2 separate regions of the Neogale vison genome follow, and region 1 is linked to region 2. The links are chromatin contacts, called in public Hi-C maps. All regions are on one chromosome and are shown on one strand. The core of a region is the stretch at or near the end of the contact, and the rest is flanking DNA. Distances in the headings are between cores, read along the strand shown.

Region 1 (6,094 bases), core at 1,156-3,655, 200 kb before region 2:
TAAAGCCTCTGCCTTCGGCTCAGGTCATGATCCCAGGTCCTGGGATCCAGCCCTACATCGGGCTCTCTGCTCAGCCGAGAGCCTGCTTCCTCCTCTCTCTCTGCCTGCCTCTCTGCCTATGTGATCTGTCTGTCAAATAAATAAATAAAATCTTAAAAAAAAAAAAAAAAAAAAAGAATGGAACCTTCCCATAAAAAGGCTCTAAGAAGACCTAGTTGACCAGTTCAAGAACTGTAAGTGCTTTTTCTCCTTCTACTAAAGAGGAAGAATCACTGGTCCCTGGCAGACCACCTTGTGCAGAGTGATATTACCCTTCTCTAAATCTCCTTTGCCTGCCCGACCCATAATAGTAGCCAAGCATTCCCCTGCACAATCTTACTGATCCTCACAGCAACCTTTTAAGAAAAGCGGGGCTCAAAGACATTTTAAATAATACGACTATTAAGGGGCAGGAACACCAGGATTCAAACCCAGATCTGACTCCAGAGCCAATGTGCTTCCCTATTCTGCCTCAAAAGCATCCCACCTTTCAGCGACAGCCAGGTGAAGTAGAGAAAAGACATCATGTTCGCTTCCCATAACTGAGAAACCTGTCTCTGTCACTAGGAAAACCCACTATACAAAACAAACTACTGTTTCCTTTAATTTTAATTTTAACATGCTATGAACTCCAAACACAGGACATTCAGTTCGAGCAAAAACAAAGCTTCACACTCTCATGTAGTCAGCAAATACTGTAACTTTCCTCTACGGGTAAGTACACGTACTATTAAGGCAAGTGTTGGGCACATCCAGTTTGCGGGTGTTTCTCTAACAGACATGGTGCACGTGCAAGCTAGTGATGTCCACACTCGTGATAAAAGGTGAGTGGGGTGGGGAAAGACAGGTCAAAAGGTGATTATTCATCTTCAAATGTGCTGGGTGTTGCACAGAATATCTGCATTAGCAACGACTCACTTGTACAACCTATTAAGAAACCAAAAGCAATTGTCATCTCTCTAATTCCCACTTCTAGTTTTCCTTCTCCACATTTCTCCTTCCCTCTATGACATACTCAGCCGCTTCTGTCCTTTCATTCAAAGAAAAGGAATCTCTCCTGACGGATTAACCACCACCGGAAAGCAAAGTGGGTACATTCAACCGACACAGCAAACTTGGGCAGATAAAACCACCCAGGAAGCACTCAGCGTGGTAGCAGAAAGCCCAGCACGAAGAGCTAACGTGTTCTCTCACTTGGTATCCCTTATTCCTTGAAAACGCTCCTCCTTGAAAGATTAACAATCTCTGGCTGCTCGAGGAGAAAGAGTCACTGGCGACGCTTCTTCTGCAAAGCCTTGTTACTTGTATGATCAGAGGAGAAAGAAGCAGCGGTATCTCTTAAAGGATCCGAGCGGGCAACAGTAAACACCCCCGAATCGCCCTCCCGGACCAACATTCTAAGTTCGGCGCTGCCATTTTCAGAGGCCAAACCACAAGGAGCCCGGCCTGTCGACACACGCTCCCGGCCGTCCTACGCAGGCACTCCGGGTTCCCCACACTCGCCTTCCCCGCCGCCGCACAGCCCCGCCGCCAGGATCGCAAACCCACCTTCGCGAGAAGGGGAGGAAGGGCCTTTTTCTTCAGGAGCGCAACAGTTCACATCTTGTTCCCTCGCCAGGTTCTGAAACCTAAAAAAAAGCAGCAACCGTTATTACCGCAGAAATCCCGGGGAAATAGATGCTCTCCTCTCGGCCATCCCGACGTCTAGAACATTTTAAAGAGCAGTCAGGGGAGAGGGAAGGCGGATACGAGGCACACAGGGATGCAAACAGCGAAACACGCCGCTGCCGGCTTCCCCTCCCGCGAGGAAGGCTTTTTGCCGAGAACTTTACTGCCCCAGCAGGGGCAGAGCGGCGGCTAGAGGGTGGGAGGGAGGTGTACCGACGCCCGCTGCCTCCCCACCCGGAGGCCAAGCAGCGATCGCACGCACCAGCTGCACCGATCCCGCGGCGAGCACGCGCCCCCAGGCCCGCAGGGACTGCTCCGACCAGCGCCCGCGGCGGGCCGAGATCCGCGGAGCCCCCGGCGTGGGCAGGGGTCCAGGCGTCCGCCAGGCTGGGCCCTCCCGGGCCCTCCCGCGCCGAGTCGGCTCCCACTCACATCCCTGGGCGGTGAGCCCCGGGCCTGTCCCCGCGAGCAGCTCTCCGCCCCGATGCGCGCCGCGAGTCCGGGCCCGGGGGCCGAGCGGCCGAGGCGGCGGCACCAGCTCCCGAGCGCGCCGGGCGCCGGCCCAGCCTGTCAGAGCTGAGGGAAGCCGTTGGCCGCGGCCGCCGCTACCCCCTTCGGCTTCTCTTCCTCTCTCCTTCCTCCAGCGCACACCACTCCCACTTTGGGCAGCCAGGAAGCCTGTCGTCACAGGCGTCGTCTCCGCCCTCTCCCGGGCCACCCCATCTTCTCAGTGCCTCAGGCGACACTGACTCGGAAGCTCTATTTGCGTCGGCGTCGGCCTCCACTCAGGCGGACGGTTCACTGCTGACTGAGGCGGACCCTCGGGACCGGCGGGGGCGGGACCGGCGGGGGCGGGACCCAACCGCGCACCTCCTCCCCCGACTGCGCGTGCGTGCGTGCGCCGAGCCGCCGCGCTGCCCTTCTCCCAGGCAGGGCAGGCAGAGGCAGGCTGTGCACAACCTGGGCTTCTCGGGAAGTTGGCGGGAGCGCGCGGAGAGTCCCGTGCCGTCCCCCGGGAGAACGCGCGTGGGAAATGGAGCCGGAGCTGGCTACCTGGGCCCCACAGTCCCCAGGAGCCCGGCGCCGGGCCCTCCCCAGAAGGGCGTGTGTGTGGCCGCCGCCCGCCGTGGAGGCGGCTGGGAATGAGTCAGCCCGGTCGGGAAGGCGCCCCCTGCACGCAGCCTGGCGCCACAGCGCCATCCTCCCGTGCCCTGCTGTTGGTTCCTCTTCTGCTTTCGCTTCCACGTTCGCGTCCGGCAAACCTGTTCTTCCCCAGTCCAGGCCTCTAGGCCGAGGGGAAGTGGCGCCGAGGGTTGGGGCAACATTGACAGGCGCTGTTTTGTGCAGGTGCAATCCCGAGCGCCTGGCTCCAATCCAAGAAAAGGGGGAGGGTGGGACGAGGCGCCCAGCTGCTTGCCGATTGGCGACGAGACCCAGCGAATGAGGAGAAAGAGCCCACCGCCTCCCCAAAGCCCCATTCATTCGTTCAACGAATATTCGCAGAGCATCTACCAGGTGCTGGGCTGCAAGGGCTCCGAGGTTGCTGCTATGTAATTGCAACGCGCATTCTACTTGCTCTACTGGAGCATATATTCGGATAAAAGTGACAAATATACTTTGTATCATATACCAGTATATAATTGCACTTAAGAAAAATAATACAAAGTAAAGGAGTAGAAAGTGAGGAAGCAGTGTACTATTTTAGTGAGGGTGGCCAGGAGAGACCTCTCAGAATAAGTGACATCTGAGCAGAGATGTGAAGGATGAAAATGAGCCCGTCGTGTGACTACATGAGAAGAGAGTTTCAGGCGGAGGGACTAACAAAGGCAAAGACCCTGAAAAAGGAATGAGCTTGAGAAGGACCAGGAAAGAGGTCAATGTGGTCTGGAGGACAGTGAAGGAGAGGGCAGTGGAAAAAGATGAGTCCAAAGGAGTAGCCTGGGACCCAACTATGTACGGTCTTTCTCACTTATTAGCCCTCTTTCTCTCTGAAACATTTTTTTTCCAATTTATTTATTTTCAGAAAAACAGTTTTCATTATTTTTTCACCACACCCAGTGCTCCATGCAAGCCGTGCCCTCTATAATACCCACCACCTGGTACCCCAACCTCCCACCCCCCCCCCCGCCACTTCAAACCCCTCAGATTGTTTTTCAGAGTCCATAGTCTCTCATGGTTCACCTCCCCTTCCAATTTACCCAAAAGCACATACCCTCCCCAATGTCTCTCTCTGAAACATTTGATGCATTTATACCTGTTTCTCTATTCACAAATGATGCTGAGATTCAGGTCTAACTGGAATTTAATGATTTCTTTAAACCAACTCACCAATGCAACTCTTGCATTCCATCTTACATAAGACCCATTGCAAAAGGTCTTTGAGCAGATGATAGCAGGATAGGAAATGACTTGAATTCATACTGACTCCTTCAAAGTAAATAGTGAACTACAGCTCTTGTTTTCTCATAAGAGGGAGGGATTTACGTTTTCTCATAAGAGGGAGGGAAAATTGCGTTCCTATGGCTACTGTTTTACAAGCAAAATATGCTGGAGACTCCTTATTTTTAATATCTAAAAAGGAATCAAAAATAGTTGTGAGTCAATGGCAAATCTAAAATCTGCTTAGAATATAAAGGCCGAGATCACAAGCCAACAACCACCATGCAAGTTCCCTTTTCCTGAAAATGAAAACTGTTACTGGAGTAGAAACCAGAACACAGACCCACACAAAAAAGATAAAATGGCAGAGTTGTCCTTCATGTCACAGCTAAGATTACAATCATCTACCTGAATTGTGGAAATGGAAACATTCGCTTTTGTGAGAAAAAAAATGCCTGTTTTATGAGCTCTGAAACAGTGCAGAGGTATTCACTGCAATGAGCGATATTTCTATATTGCTATAATCTATAATTTTATATTTCTATATTTTATAATACTTATTTATTCAACCAGACATGGTGCCTGTTACCAGCCACTGCCTGTTTGCAGGAAGGAAAAAGTGAATATTCAGAATTCCTTGTGGGGGAAGGTGTGGTGTCTAAATGGGTGTCTCTTGACAGGATGGGGGCCCCGAAATGCAGGGTGAAGATCAGGTGGGATCCAGGGGCTCAGAAGGCGAAAGAGTTCACCCAATGCAGAACAAAGGAGATAGAAGTTTACCGAATACACACAGAGGGAGCTGTGTGCAGGATAGCCATGGAGGGGCTGTCTGCAACCAGGTAGTGGGTGGGGGCCATTTTTCAAAGGGGGAAGATAAAGAGGTATGGCAACATATGGAATTCTCCTTTTCTTGGTAATTGTGCCTACATGTAAATAGCCTATTGGTCAGTTAGGGCCTCTGGCTATTTTGGACCTTCTCTACATTCCATTGCTCAATCCTGTTTGCCAGAAAGCAGCCTCTACAAAGGGACTTTTTTTTTTTTTTTTTTTTTAATAAAAGTGATTTGGATATGGAAGACAGGTGAACTGAAAAGAAAAGAAAAATTCTTAGGTTTATAGAATTGAGAAATTTATCTGCCTGCCCAGAGAGATAAAGTGACTTGTTTAGGGTCATTCAGAGAGTGGAAACCTCTCTTCTCACTAAGACAGTATGATTTTTAAGTCAATATTCCCCTCGAATGTTGAGCTCTTTTCACCCTGTAGAGAATTTTTTTAGCTCTTTATGTGATCCCTGGTAGTGGCATAGCTAGAAAGCTGCTCCCAGGGCAAACATTTCAGAAAGATACCCTTATTTTTGATAACGATAAAAAAGAATTCCAAGAGAACAATTTTTTTTTTCTTTTAGAGAGAGAGTGTGGGGCAGTGGGGTAGTGGGGCAGAGGAAGTGGAAGAGAATCTTAAGAAGGTTCCATGCCCAGTGCAGAGCCCGACATGAGGCTGGATCCCATTACCCCAAGATCATGGTCTGAGTTGAAATCAAGAGCCGGAGGCTTAACCAACTGAGACACTCAGGTGCCCAAGAGAACAAATTTTACCAAGTCTTTCATGACATTCTTTCACACACTATGAGAAAGAAGAAATGTGGGTTGGAGGATTTATTTTGATTCAAAACTGATTATATGGCCATATCTAAAAGTAAAAATTAGCAGCTAATTGTCACCTTTATGGGGCAGTGTGTGGCACCCACTAAGATCCTGTCCTTCCACTGCAGCAGAACATGGCAGCAGTGGGTCTCGCTACTGCTCTCCAAAACCACCTCTACAGCAACACCGTGACAATGTTGTCAGATGGGGTTTTGGCTATTGTGTCTCTGTAAAGATCTTAGGTGGTTTTTTTTTTTTTTTTTTTTTTTTTTTTTTACCAGGGGAAAGCACGAACGCAGTCCCCCACTACCACAAATTATGCAGTCGAGTTTCCCACATTTGGGGAAATCGCAGGGGTCAGCACA
Region 2 (6,478 bases), core at 469-2,968:
CCTCTCTGCCTGCTTGTGATCTCTGTCTGTCACATAATTAAATAAATAAATAAATAAATAAATCTTTTAAAAAAAAACCAAAAACCTATGCGCACCGTTCACAGAGGCAGAAGCCTGTCTTAACCATATCTGGCGAATGGCAAATTCTCTACAGTAAACTGGAGGTGAAGGGGAGAGCTGGATGAGAATGCCACAGAGCAGAGCGACCAAGCAACTGCTTTGCCCAGGCCAGTTCAGAATAAGGACAATGTGGAGAGCACCCGGCAGACCGTGCTAGGCGTCCCTTCTTCCCTTCCTCAGCGTTTCTGAGAGGTAAGGAGAAGAATCATGCACCAGCACAAGCCCTCCCCACGGTCACCAGGTATGGAGGGTCTTTCTTTCCTAACGGGCTATCTCCATCAATGACATAGCATTTTCCCTTCGTGGGCCACCCATCACCATTCAAGAGAGGCTGGGATGCGACGCTCCAGAACATGCATTCAGACAGATGACGAAATGGGCCGGCCACCTGGCACAGAACTCAGGGCCAAAGTAAACACTTCAACAGGACCGACAAAGCCTCCAAGACCAACCACAAACCCTCTCCTTCCATTTGCAGGTAGGTTTTTCCTTATTTGCTTCGAGTGAAATCTCCCGATTTGGGATAACCAGACAGAAGCTTTCGAATGCATGCGTCTTGTTTCAGGGGGCCAGTTTAAAACCGGCACCACTGAACTCCATGTGCGTTTAAACAGGGCCTATTTTTCCATCGATGCGCCTTTGTCGGGCAAAGCTTGGAAAGCTGTCGTTTAACGCTTGTCACCAAATGTGACTAAAGTCAAAGCAATCAGACCTATGATTTAAAGAAAATAAAATCATCACAAAGCTTCTGTCCTGCGCATATGCCAATTACGGCTAAAAACAAACACGGAATTTTGATTTTTTTTTTTTTCTTTACTCCACACCCAGGGAGAGGTGTGCAGGGGGACAGAGACAGCCGATGTCCGAGGGGGCAACGGCTTCTGAGACGTGTTTTGGGGCAGGGCACGGAACCAACCAGGGGTACTTTTCTCTCCAATTCTCTCTCCATCTTCTATCTGCCCAATCGCCACATTCCGGTGCAGCAAAGTGCCTTTATCCTCCGAGAGGCTCGCGGCGCGAGCGAGAGGGACTGCAGGCAGGCGAGGGGAGATGCCCGGGGTTCGTTGCGACACGTAGCGCTGGAAAACGTGTAGCTGTTTACTAGCGGCGCCCGGCGACGCCAGCGCAGCGCGCGCCAGAGCACACCCCTCGGGCCCGACCCCGCCTCCCCCCTCAGTCCCCGGCGCGCTCGGGCGTGGGGGCGACGCCGCGCTCGGCCTCCGGGACGCGCCCGCGGGACGCGCAGGCTCCCCGCGCACCGCCCCCAGGGCATCGGCGCCGCACTCCCGCGGCCCCCGCGCCCACCCCGCGCACTGCCCGCCCCGAGTTACCTCGGAGGCCTGGGTTGTCGTCTCTGGCCCGAATCTTTCGGATTTTGACGGGGCGCCCACTCAGGGTGGACAGGACCAGGCGCTGGCGCAAGAAGTTGCAGCCCGCGTAGCTGAGGCAGTGCGCCTGAGTCGCCATGTGCGCGCCCTCCGCAAAAGCGCGGGCGGCCGGGGCGTGGCGACTTCGGACGGGCGCGGAGGTCGCGACCCCGGCGTCGGCGGCGACAGCGGCGGGGGTGACCCGGGCTCCTCACCGTAGCCCTGCAGCCCCCGGCGCGTCCACGTGGTTTGGAACAGGAAGACGGAGAGACGAGACACCGGGTCAGAGGGGAGAGGGGCGGAGTCGGTAGCCGTCTCCCCGCCTCCCCACCCGACCGGGGACGACTCCCGCGCCAGGTCTCGCCGCTATTGGTCCGCGCAGGATCAGGGCGGTGCCCGTGAGACGTCGTCATTGGCTCGCGCTGGAGCTGGGCGGTGCCCGGGCCGCGCTACCATTGGCTCGCGCTGCAGTGGGGCGGTGCTTGGGCCCCGGCAACAGCGAGCGGCGGGAGGGAGCGCGTGCGGGGGCAGCTCGTTAGCCAAGCGCGGGAGCAACCCTTACCGGAGAGTCTCTGTGCGTTCTCTCCACGCGTGGGGTCCGGGGGGGCGACGGGCTGGGGTTGGTGCCCACTACAGGCGGGGTACTTATCCTCAGTACTTAGCAAACCCTGGATGTACCTAGTATTATCTCCCCCGCCTTTTTCGGGCTGGAGGAGGTGGGATTAGCGCGTTATCCTGTTGCGGTCTCTGTGCTGAGCGCGCAGCCGGCGCGGTCCCCTCGCTCCCAGCTGCACCCCGCGAGGTGCACCCATTCCCGCCTTACACGGGAGGAAGGACGGGAGGAATATTGCACAGGTGGCGTGGCCCTATGCATGGGGACCGGAGTCTTGCGATACCAGGCCATTGCTTACTTTATTATGAGATACCAAGATGCGCCCCTTTCACAGCCGTCCTTTACGTGCACAGCGCTTCCGCCAAATCAGTTTCTCCCATCCCGCAGGCCTCAAAACGGATAGTTGTGATAACAACACGCGCACACATACACACAGATTCCGCATTAGCCTCTTTGCTGTCTTTTAATCCTTTATACCAGAATCTTACCAAAGATTGGATTATATCACTCCTCTGCTCAAAACCTTCAGAGAGGGGCGCCTGGGTGGCTCAGGCCATAAGCATCTGCCTTCTTCTCAGGTCATGATCCCAGAGTCCTGGGATTGAGACCCACATCAGGCTTGCTGCTCAGCGGGAAGCCTGCTTCTCCTTCTCCCACTTCCCCTGCTTGTGTTCCTTCTCTCTGTCTCTCTCTGTGTGTCAAATAAATAAATAAAATCTTAAAAAAAAAAAAAAAAGCTTCAGAGATGCACTGACATGTATCAAATTGACTGCAAACTTATGAATCCAATACCGTTACAACCTGGGTTTGCAATCGTTCTTGGATAATGCCACCAGATCGTGAGTTCCAGAACTTTTTCAGGGTAAGGGGCAGTGATCTGCAAGGGTTAGAGATTGAGTAAGATAAGCCAAGGTGTGTGGGGCACCTGGGTGGCTCAACTGGTTGAGTGTCTGCCTTCAGCTCAGCTGGGATCCAGTCCCACATGGTGCTCCTTGCTCTGCAGGGAGCCTGCTTCTCCCTCTATCTGCAGCTCCCCCTGCATGTGCTCTCTTGCTCTCTTTCTCCCTGACAAATAAGCAAATAAAAATCTTTAAAAAAAAAAAAAAAAAAAAAAAGACTAGCCAAGGTAGCAAGGCTTGTGTAGATAAGACTCAGTTATAGGGAAACACTGGGGAGGTCTGCACTCCCATAGAGTGACATGTTATTAGCCCTGAAGTCTATTGAGAGTGGTGGGTAATCCACTGATATTATTGCCTTTTCCATTTCTTAAGACTGCCTTTCAGGAAATTGGCAGTGTGTCCTGATGTATTGAAAGCTCCTGAACCTCGGTGCCTCCATGCAATCCTGCAGTAGCATGTTCCAAAGCAAGAATGGGAACCATCGGGACGCCTGGGTGGCTCGGTTGGTTAAGCCACTGCCTTTGGTTCAGGTCATGATCCCAGGGTCCTAGAATAGAGTGTCGAATCCGGCTCCTTGCTCGGTGGGGAGCCTGCTTCTCTCGAAGCCTCTGCCTGCCTCTCTGCCTGCTTGTGTGTACTCTTTCTCTCTGGCAAATAAATAAAATCTTAAAAAAAAAAAAAATGGGAACCATCATGCCAGGAGTGGACTTCTTTGTGTATCATCTCATTTTAATTACTCAGCAACCTATACTCTAGCAAACCTCATGGGTGCCCTGTTCATATCCCTTAAGCTCTTATCATTTTCAAAACAAACCTGTCGATTTTCCTCCAGTAGCACCTGTATCTCTTTGTCTGAGGGTTTTTCCCTCTTGCAGAGACCTCAGCAGATTAGAGGTGCTGAGGAATTAATATTCCCCAGAGTCTTCAACCAATGACTGATGGGAGTTGATGTATCAATATTCCAGCTCCTCAACCCTTGGATGAGACAGCTCTGTGACATGGATTCCACAGTACTTCCCCAGGTTTCCCTAGAGGTTTTTAGCTCCAGCTGCCCACAGTGGTAACATGCTTGATTAACTTTTACCAGCTTCCTTCCTTCCCTGTACACATCTCAGCTCCCTTCTGATATTTCCTGCGATTAACTCCCAAATTAACTGCTTTCACTCAAATTATTGCCTCAGAGTCTTTTTCTGGGCAAATAAATCGTGATTTTAAAAATTTGAGGGGTGCCTGGGTGGCTCAGTGGGTTACACCTCTGCCTTCAGCTCAGGTCATGATCTTGGGGTCCTGGATCAAGCCCCACATGGGCTCTCTGCTTGGCAGAGAGTCTGCTTCTCCCCCCACCGCCTGCCTTTCTGCCTACTTGTGATCTCTAGCAAATAAATAAATAAAATCTATTTTTAAAAATTGAGAACTGAGGTTCAGAGAAAATAAATGACCCCCTTAAAGTGGCATAGCTAATAAATGACAACCAAAATAGAAATTCCATCTGCCTGTCTGTCTCTCTCACTCTCCCATTTGTCTCCCTCTCCCTCTCTCTTAAGTCCTATACCTTTGGAACCCTGAATCTCCAATTAAAAGCCTGGCTGTTTTGAAGCTGCCAGGCCAGAGAGACCCACACAGAGAGTGGATTATTCTAGCTGACAGCTAGCATCAATCATAGACATGGGGGTGATGGAGCCTTCAGGTGATTGCAGTCCCCAGCCAGCCTCTGAAGCCACTCTGGCTAACACCATTTAGAGCACAGATAAATGGTCCTCAGAGCCCCCCAAACTGCATGTTCCTGAGCTAAATAAATGTTTGTTACTGTTTTAAGCTATGGGTTTGGGGGTAGTTTGTTACACACTAACAAATAACTGAAACTATGTATCCCTGAATTCCCTTCCTTGCATAACTCTAGGTTAGCAAACCAGGAGAAGAAACATCTTGCATGAGATTTGAAAGATGTAAGTCAAAGGAACATTGTTTGTGTTTGAAAGGTTCCAGGTTTTCTTGCAGTGGGAATACTTATCTGATGCTGATCTTGCCTAGTGGGCGGGAGCAACAGCTGGGCCCATAGCTGTTCCAGCTCTCACCTGATCCTGCTTTAGCAACTCCCAACCACTGAGCCAATGTACATTTACGTCCATGATGAAGGACACCATCTTCTGCTGGTCACATGATGAAGGACACCATCTTCTGCTGGTCACATGATGAAGGACACCATCTTCTGCTGGTCACTCACATCTTTGAGGTTGGAGACTCGCAGGCAGTGAGAGCTGAGGCGAGTTCCAGCACATCCTACTGACTCTGGGTTTATCAACAGGCACAAAGACAACAGCCTCACAGACTGTAGAAGATCAAATCTCTATAGTAAATCTCCAGTGAGTGGTTCTGCTTTTCTGGTTGAACCCTGACTGGTACAACAAGCCATTATTGAAAGCCTACTGAGAGGAAGGCTCTCTGCTAAAGGCTTTACATACATAACCTTATTTGAGCCTCACACCAACTCACTCAAAAGTTGGATTATATGTATATAGGAGTTTATGATACAATTCTCTCTACCTACATTTATATTTGAAATTATCCATTACAAACGTTTTAATTTGTTCATAGATTTTTCTCTCAAACTAAATAGTAAATGACATATATCTTGCCTTGTAACTGCTTCCGCAAATAAAGATAAGAATAAAATAACATAAAGATAAAAGTGTGCTTGGCTCAGCAATGGGACATTGGATTTAGAGACTGGAGTAGAAATGGATTCTTCCCAATCCATAAATTTGCTCAACACCACATTTCACCCACTCTGCTATCTCATCATCTCCTTTATTCAAACCATAATAGACCTACAGGCTTTTTCTCACCTCAGCCTGGAACGAATGTTTACACTACTCCAGTTTTAGGATTAATTTCTGTGTTCAGTGCCCTGCCTCTGGGCCCCCACAATAACCATTCACAACTACATTTTTGCATATATATGCTTTCATAACCTGTTTATGTGTAATCTCTCTAAAAGCACTTAGTGACCCAGAGAGTGCAGAAACCACATTCTATCATTTAGAGCTATAAATGATAGAGCTATAAATGCGGCACCTGGATGGCTCAGTCACTTGGGGGTCCAACTCTTGATTTCGGCTCCAGTGATGATGTCAGGGTGGTGAGATCAGGTCCTACATCCAGCTCCACACTCAGCGGGGAGTCTGCTGGAGAATCTCTCCCTCTCCCTCCACTCAGGAGTGCAATAATGTGACTAGAATAAATTACTTAATCAATTAATTGAAAGATACATGGATAGCCTAAATCAATAAATTCAAAACTGTCTAAACCAGAGGTTCTCAAACCTTAGCATGCAACAGAACTCCCTGGAGGGCTTGTTAAAACATAGATTGCTAAGGTGAAAAATGGAGAGCTTTTTCTCTAGGCTTAAGAACAAAACAAGGATGTCACTCTCAAAACTTTTATTCAAGACAGTGTACTAGAACTGCTAGCCACAACAA

The links. A called contact is a pair of places that touch in the nucleus more often than the background predicts.
Region 1: a Hi-C map of fibroblasts shows a contact between it and region 2, with 6 times the contacts expected there. The contact joins the promoter of JAK2 here to the promoter of RCL1 in region 2. A contact is called at or near these places in 2 of 3 Hi-C or Micro-C datasets (fibroblasts and muscle).

Annotation. Positions count from the first base shown.
Region 1 is chr9:96,460,826-96,466,919 of ASM_NN_V1, reverse strand. JAK2 (tyrosine-protein kinase JAK2) reads right to left here and starts at 2,405. Exons shown (of 25, transcript XM_044265992.1): 1 at 1,970-2,405; 2 at 1,588-1,667. LOC122917930 (a small nuclear RNA gene) reads right to left here; the gene lies at 6,008-6,094. It also overlaps the pseudogene LOC122916791.
Region 2 is chr9:96,264,351-96,270,828 of ASM_NN_V1, reverse strand. RCL1 (RNA 3'-terminal phosphate cyclase-like protein) reads right to left here and starts at 1,718. Exons shown (of 9, transcript XM_044265991.1): 1 at 1,452-1,718. The coding sequence starts at 1,587.